Regions from separate parts of the Mus musculus genome. Here region 1 is linked to region 2. The links are chromatin contacts, called in public ChIA-PET maps. All regions are on one chromosome and are shown on one strand. Each heading gives the region's core, a stretch centred on a gene start, on an enhancer-like site or on the middle of the called end of the contact. The rest is flanking DNA. Distances are from core to core; before and after follow the strand shown. Region 1 overlaps Samd12 (sterile alpha motif domain containing 12). Region 2 has its middle 41 kb from the start of Ext1.

Evidence for each region. ChIA-PET counts read pairs in DNA pulled down with a chosen protein or histone mark.
Region 1: an REV-ERBa ChIA-PET map of liver shows a contact between it and region 2, with 6 times the contacts expected there. The contact joins two enhancer-like sites. A contact is called at or near these places in 2 of 15 datasets of contacts at CTCF or cohesin (the NIH/3T3 cell line and large pre-B cells), 6 of 484 Hi-C or Micro-C datasets (B cells, bone marrow-derived macrophages, epidermal suprabasal cells and 2 more) and 2 of 115 datasets of contacts at active chromatin or transcription factors (liver and pancreatic cancer cells).

Annotation. Positions count from the first base shown.
Region 1 is chr15:53,678,540-53,681,570 of GRCm38.p6, reverse strand. All of the region lies in intron 3 of Samd12 (sterile alpha motif domain containing 12), which reads left to right. Among named protein-coding and RNA genes, the nearest start is that of Mir28c, 66 kb to the right of the region's middle. Within about 2 kb of position 1,295, at least 12 of the 459 cell types and tissues checked have an H3K27ac peak or open chromatin away from gene starts, as enhancers often do. A contact at or near this core is called in liver, where this site is marked.
Region 2 is chr15:53,385,513-53,388,564 of GRCm38.p6, reverse strand. No RefSeq gene overlaps it. Among named protein-coding and RNA genes, the nearest start is that of Ext1, 41 kb to the right of the region's middle. Within about 2 kb of position 1,589, at least 11 of the 459 cell types and tissues checked have an H3K27ac peak or open chromatin away from gene starts, as enhancers often do. A contact at or near this core is called in liver, where this site is marked.

The DNA.
Region 1 (3,031 bases), core at 46-2,545, 290 kb before region 2:
AGAGCAAGTTTATGGTTCTTCTCTGAGAATATAGGTTGTTTCTACCACCCCAGGATTCCCTAATTCCTCTCACTTTTCTGATGTCCTTCATCATATTAAGTCAAGGTAGGCCTGAGAGTCCCAATCATTACAATTTACCCTATCACTTCATTTTGTCTTAATATTCACAATTCATTTTAAGAAATTTCTTCCTTGGTAATTTTCATTTGTTTTTAGTTTGATGGTAGCCACTCTTCCTAGGGCCTTCCTGAATGGCAGGTTCTAAGTGTATACAGATATAAAACTTCTTATTTATTCCTCACTTTTTTATAACATTATTAAATAAAAACTACTAGTATTCTTTCTTTTTGTTATTTTTTTAACATATAAAAACTTGGGAGAAGACAACTTAATGTATGTAGTCTTCAATGTTCGCCCATTAATTCTGAAGCATTTTACTGCTAAACTCCTATTCTTCAGCTTTAAAAAAAATTCTATTAATTATTTTATACATGCAAAACTTATTCACAGGATTTTAGAAGGATTGAAGACACTGTTCCCTATTTCCATTGAGAGTTGTACCCTGGTTTGCTCAATATATTAGGATGGCTTCCCCTCTGCCCTTCCTTTTGTCTTTTATTAGTTCAGTTGCAACAGTGACCTGGCTAAAATTGGCAAGTACTCTTGAATTCTTGGGGCAGACTCTTGGTTAGCTGCTGGGATCCTGACACAGGCAGCTGCTGGCTTCAGTGTTACTGTGGACAGATGTGATCAATCATGAGCAAAGCTCAGTCCCCAGTTCACAGAGCAGGACCTGGAGGTGGATGCTTGACAGGGATTGTGGTACGGTTTTAGATACTATTCACTAGAACATTGTTCCCCATCTAATCGTGTAACCCTGCAGTTGTCTCTGTTTAAGATGCTAGTAAGATATTGATATTATTATCAATATCTTTAGTGAAGAAAAGCAATAAGAGATCAACAAGACTTTGCTTTATCCAAGGATTTTGTCATTACAGGTCATTGGGTACCATGTGAAGACAGTGTTGCTGGGTAGTTCTGCTCTGATTACCTTGGCAAACACCAGCCACACTGCTCTGTCCTTTATCAGCACAGAGACTCTTACCTCCTATGTCCTTCCCAGTATACACTCAACATCTGCTTCTACATGTTGCTTTTTACTGGATGAAAATCAGGACCAGAGATTGCTAAGGGATCTGTGACATTCCATAGATAAAAGGGCCAGGTTTTACACACATCGTGACACTCCATGGCCTTTGACCCTCTGGCTTGTTTGACTGTCAGAGTGCCCTTGATCCCTGGGCATTTTGCCAGTGTGGTTATTATACATGACTGGCCTATTGAGCTAGGAAACATTCATCTATGCTTCTGTCTCCTTGATGTGTCAGTGCGGTTTCTCTATTTGCCTTGCCTTGGTGTCTTACATATTTCTCTCTGATATTTTGATCTATGAGGACTTGCCTTTGATTAAGGGTTCTGCTCCTTAACTGTTCGCTTTTACTTCCTCTATGAGAAGATTAGAGGTACCTCGGGTGACCCGACCTCTCTGGCATATTCAATCTGAGCTTTCTTTGATAGATGACCTAATAAGCCTTTTCTATGTCTAATTTCACTGGTTTTGTAAGACTGAATTATTTCTTTCTGTCGCCCTTCCTCCCCTGTGACTCCCATATGTTGCCTAGGTTTTCATAATTAAATAGAATAGACTGTTTAGAACTTCATCTTGAAAACATATGTTGTTTCACATGAAAAGACAAAAAAGTGTAGTTTTATATATCAAAAACATAATTTATAAAGAAGAAATCAAGGAAATGTAAAACTAGCTCAAGGAAAAACTTACTTAAAACTTGGACTGAAAGATCATGGAGGTACATTTCTAAGTGGCAAGGACATATTCTATAAATGGAACGAACCTCAAGGTGAAACACATCTGGTGGACATGTTATCAGTCTCCATATTCTTGGAAGGTATGTGCTCACAACTGATAGCATGGCATAACTCATTTAAAAGTCGAGTTCTTATAGATCTAATTTGCATGTCCTTATAAATTTTAAATGTTGTCATATTTTAGGTAAACCTCAGAAATGTAATATTACAATCCAGAAATGAGACATGGGATCCAAAGCAAAAGAAACCAGGAAGACCATTACCTTGCTATCAATAATAACCTGAATGAAGTGTGATAAATTCTAACTTTCAGCAGCACCCCATTTCTTTTTATAAATAGGGGAGGGGACTAGGAGCATTCCTTTCAGTTATATTGCTTCTGTTAGAGGCAAATTACAGAAATGGTTCAAGATGCCTTGAATCAGGATGGCCTGCCACTGTAAAATCCAACCCCAAACAAACAAGATCTGATGTTCCATTAGAGATTTATGATTTCAGACATAACAATTCTGTAAAGTCATTCCAAAGATGGTGTCTCCTGTTCTTCAGTTTAGGCACATTCCAAAGCTATTCTTCACTGTAATAGTGAAGTTGTAACATTTGACATCTTTATGTAGAGGACTTAATTTAACCAATACAGTTTTCATTGAATTCAAGCTGTTGATGTTATGGGAGCAATACATTTATCAGTTATAAGATGTTTTCTCAATCTCTGTTCTGTTTTTAGCAGCTGATCAGTATTCATTGGAACAAGCCCTTCCTTTGACAGGGCTGTCTCCTGACTTGTGAGGGTACATGTTCTTACAGCCACACCACAGTGCAGTGTGTGTTGATTTACAGATATTTTTTTTGCTGAAGGCATGTGTTCTGCTATGCTCCACTGCTCTGCATACAAAGAGTGACATTTCCATTGTAAACGCAAGCTCATTTCAATTGTGGAGAAGACACAGATTTCTGCAAGGTGCAGTGCTAAATCCCCATGCTACTGTGAGGCATATGACTTTTATTTATATCCAAGTATCTCCTGATGGAAAGAAAGTTATTATATAAAACCCTGTATTTACTAAATGAGGAATCAACAAGTTGACTGCCTTTGTTACGCTCTAGAGTACGAAAACTTTCTTACTCAAATGAATGCTGTTTC
Region 2 (3,052 bases), core at 340-2,839:
AGATCATAAGGGCAGGTCCCAGGTCCAGTGGAAGAAGGGTAACACAAAATGAGCACAATGGCAATTTGGATGTTCCTTGCCTTGTGTGCTTTGTATGGGCATCATCTTTATTTTCTTTCTTTCACTCTGGTTTTTTTTTTTCTCTCTCTTACAGGTCTTTTGCATATATTTTCGATCTTGTGTTTTTATGGGATTTCTGTGTATGCAAAAGTGTGTATCTTTGCATCTATAAGTATTTTTTTAAAGATTTATTTATTTTATGTATGTGAGTACACTGTCACTTTCTTCAAATACATCAGAAGAGGCTATTGGATCCATTACAGATGTTGTGAGCCACCATGTGGTTGTTGGGAATTGAACTCGGGACCTTTGGGAGAGCAATCAGTGCTCTTAACCTCTGAACCATCTCTCCAGTCCTATAATTTTCTGTACTTTTTCTTTGGCTCTTTTTCTCTTGGTAATTTGTTCGTTTTATTCTATCCCAGTTTGATTAGATATTATATCATATTATATTCTATGCCCATTTCTACTCTATTGAGACAGGGAAAGAAATGGTGTAGATTTGGGTTGGGTGGAGAGTTGGAGAAGATCTGGGAGAAGTTCAGGAAGGGAAAACCAAATTCAGAATATAAAAAAAAAATCTATTTTCGATTTTTAAAAGCCATTTATTTTATTTTTAATAAGGTGTGTGTGTATGGATCTGCTGTGGTCTGTCCTCACGAGTACAGGTGCCTGGGAGGCCAGATTTATTTCATCCCCAGGAGCTGGAGTTGAAAGCAATGGTGAACTACCTGATATGTGTTATGGGAAGCAAGCTGAGATCCTCTGCAAGAGCAGTATGAACTCTTAACTGCTGGGCCATCTCTCCAGGATTTAATCAAATAATTTTAACATTTGTGCAAAAAAAAAAAAATGTTTACTTAAACTGACTTGGGGTTTTTACATAACTAATCCCACAGTCATATGGATTTTATATATTGCAAAACCATTTATGCAAATTGACTTAGTATGCAAAGTAACTAATACTGGGAACAAATTCTGCAATACACAGTTACTATAAATGAAGAGAACCCACCCTTTGTAGCATTTAGCTGCCATGTGTCCATTCGACACAGCCCAGGTAAGTCCCAATAAATCAGAGAATCAACCTGTGGAAACTCATTTTAATGTTATAAACTTCATGATGTCATTGTCATGACATGGATCCGCTTAAACAAGTTAGGGTGAGCTGACTCATTCAGTCATTAGTGGTTCACCATCACACTTCCTCGGTGAGTTTGGCAGTCAGCAGGCCCTAGCTCGTACCTGCGCCTTATTCAGTATCATTATTCATTATTTGAATAAATCTACAATCTGTGCTCCTGGCAGTCCAGGTCTAAACGTATCTCTTCTTCCCTCATTCGTCTTTCTATCTCGCCATCTCTTATGACACAGGATATTACTCACTTATATACAGAAGTAGATAGTCATCAAAAGGCTCAATCCATTGCCTTGTATTATAGATTTCACAAATGTACAACACAGGAATGGCCACACCCATCAAAGAGTTTAGCTGCACTAAGACAGCCAGATATTCATGCCAGTGACCTATTGTTAGGATTAAAACAAGAATACATGAACTCGTTGCAGAAACAGGAAGCAAACACTCTGTTCTGTTGGACTAGAAGTGAGCATTGATCTAAATTGTGCAACTCACCACTGTGTTCCAGTCAGTCCTAGCACAAGCTCTGCAGTAAGTAAATCAAGCACTCCATAGATATGAAGAATATGGCTGTGAGTATGGCCGGAAGTAATCATTAGGGATGCTCACGGAGATGACTAGGGATTGAAGGATTGAAGGGAATTGAATGACAGAAGGCAAGTGGCACCTTTTCAGAGAGAATGATACAGAAATAGATGGTCTTTGTGGAGATGAAAGTAGGGTTTGAATGCAAAATCAATGTTGAAATTGATTCTTAAAAAGGTTATGTCATCTCAGTACATGACTTATACACTGTTGAGGAGTCGGAGTCTGATTCTAACATTTGTTAGCTTTGGCAGTGGAAACAAGAGGTTCAAAGTTCTAGGAGAGTTGCAAAGCCCTCTCCTGAGAATGAACAGAAAACCTTTCCTAATCATATGTTAGGGTTTATCAACTCCAGGTGTTTGTAAGAATCTTGTTTGTTTGTTTGTTTGTTTGTTGAGCAGGATTTCTCTGAGAAGCCTTGGATGTCCTGGAATTCTATCTGTAGACCAGGCTGGTCTTGGATTCATAGACATCCAACTGCCTCTGCCTCCTGAGTGCTGGCATTAAAGGTGTGACCCACCACCTCTTTAAGTGCCCTAGAAACCGGCAGGCCACTCCAACCAAGTTAGCAGGTAGCCTAACTGTGACCCTTCTCCTCTCCCTCTTCCCCTCTAAATCCAATTGCTTGTCTTAGCCCTAACTCTGTAGCAGACCATCTACTGTGGTCTCCCCCTCCTCTCTGTCCCTAACTTCAGTAGATCATGTAGCTCTTCTCCAGATTTCCACCCCACCCATCCCCCACCCATTCATTCAATACCCAACTCCAGCAGGCATCCCCTGGGAATTCCCCAGGCAAGCTTGCCAGAGAAGCAGCTAGGCCTGCAAAGCAGGTAGGTGAGCTTCAAATCTTTACTTCCTCCCCTCCAAATCCATCTCCACAGCATTATCCTAGCTCTGAAGCAGGCTACCTACCGTGGCCTCTCCTCACTCTCTGCCCCCATTCCAGGGAACTAAGCAGGTTCTGATAGCACACCCTGCCTTCCATCCTCCTGTGGACCTTCTTAGCAACCTCCACTACAGCCCATCCATATTTCAGCTCCAAATACCTAGGAACACATTTTTCCTGCAACCTCTAGGTGGCACATCTAGAAAATTGTGAGGACTCCCTAGGAGCTGACACACAGCCACTATATCTTCCTAAAAACCAGAATGGGCAACAGAAACCGAGGAGCAAAACACTCACCCAATAAGTATAAGAATTACGATCACTCCAAACCTAGAAGTACAATCATTCCAAAACAAGATATCAAGACCCCAGGCTAAAAC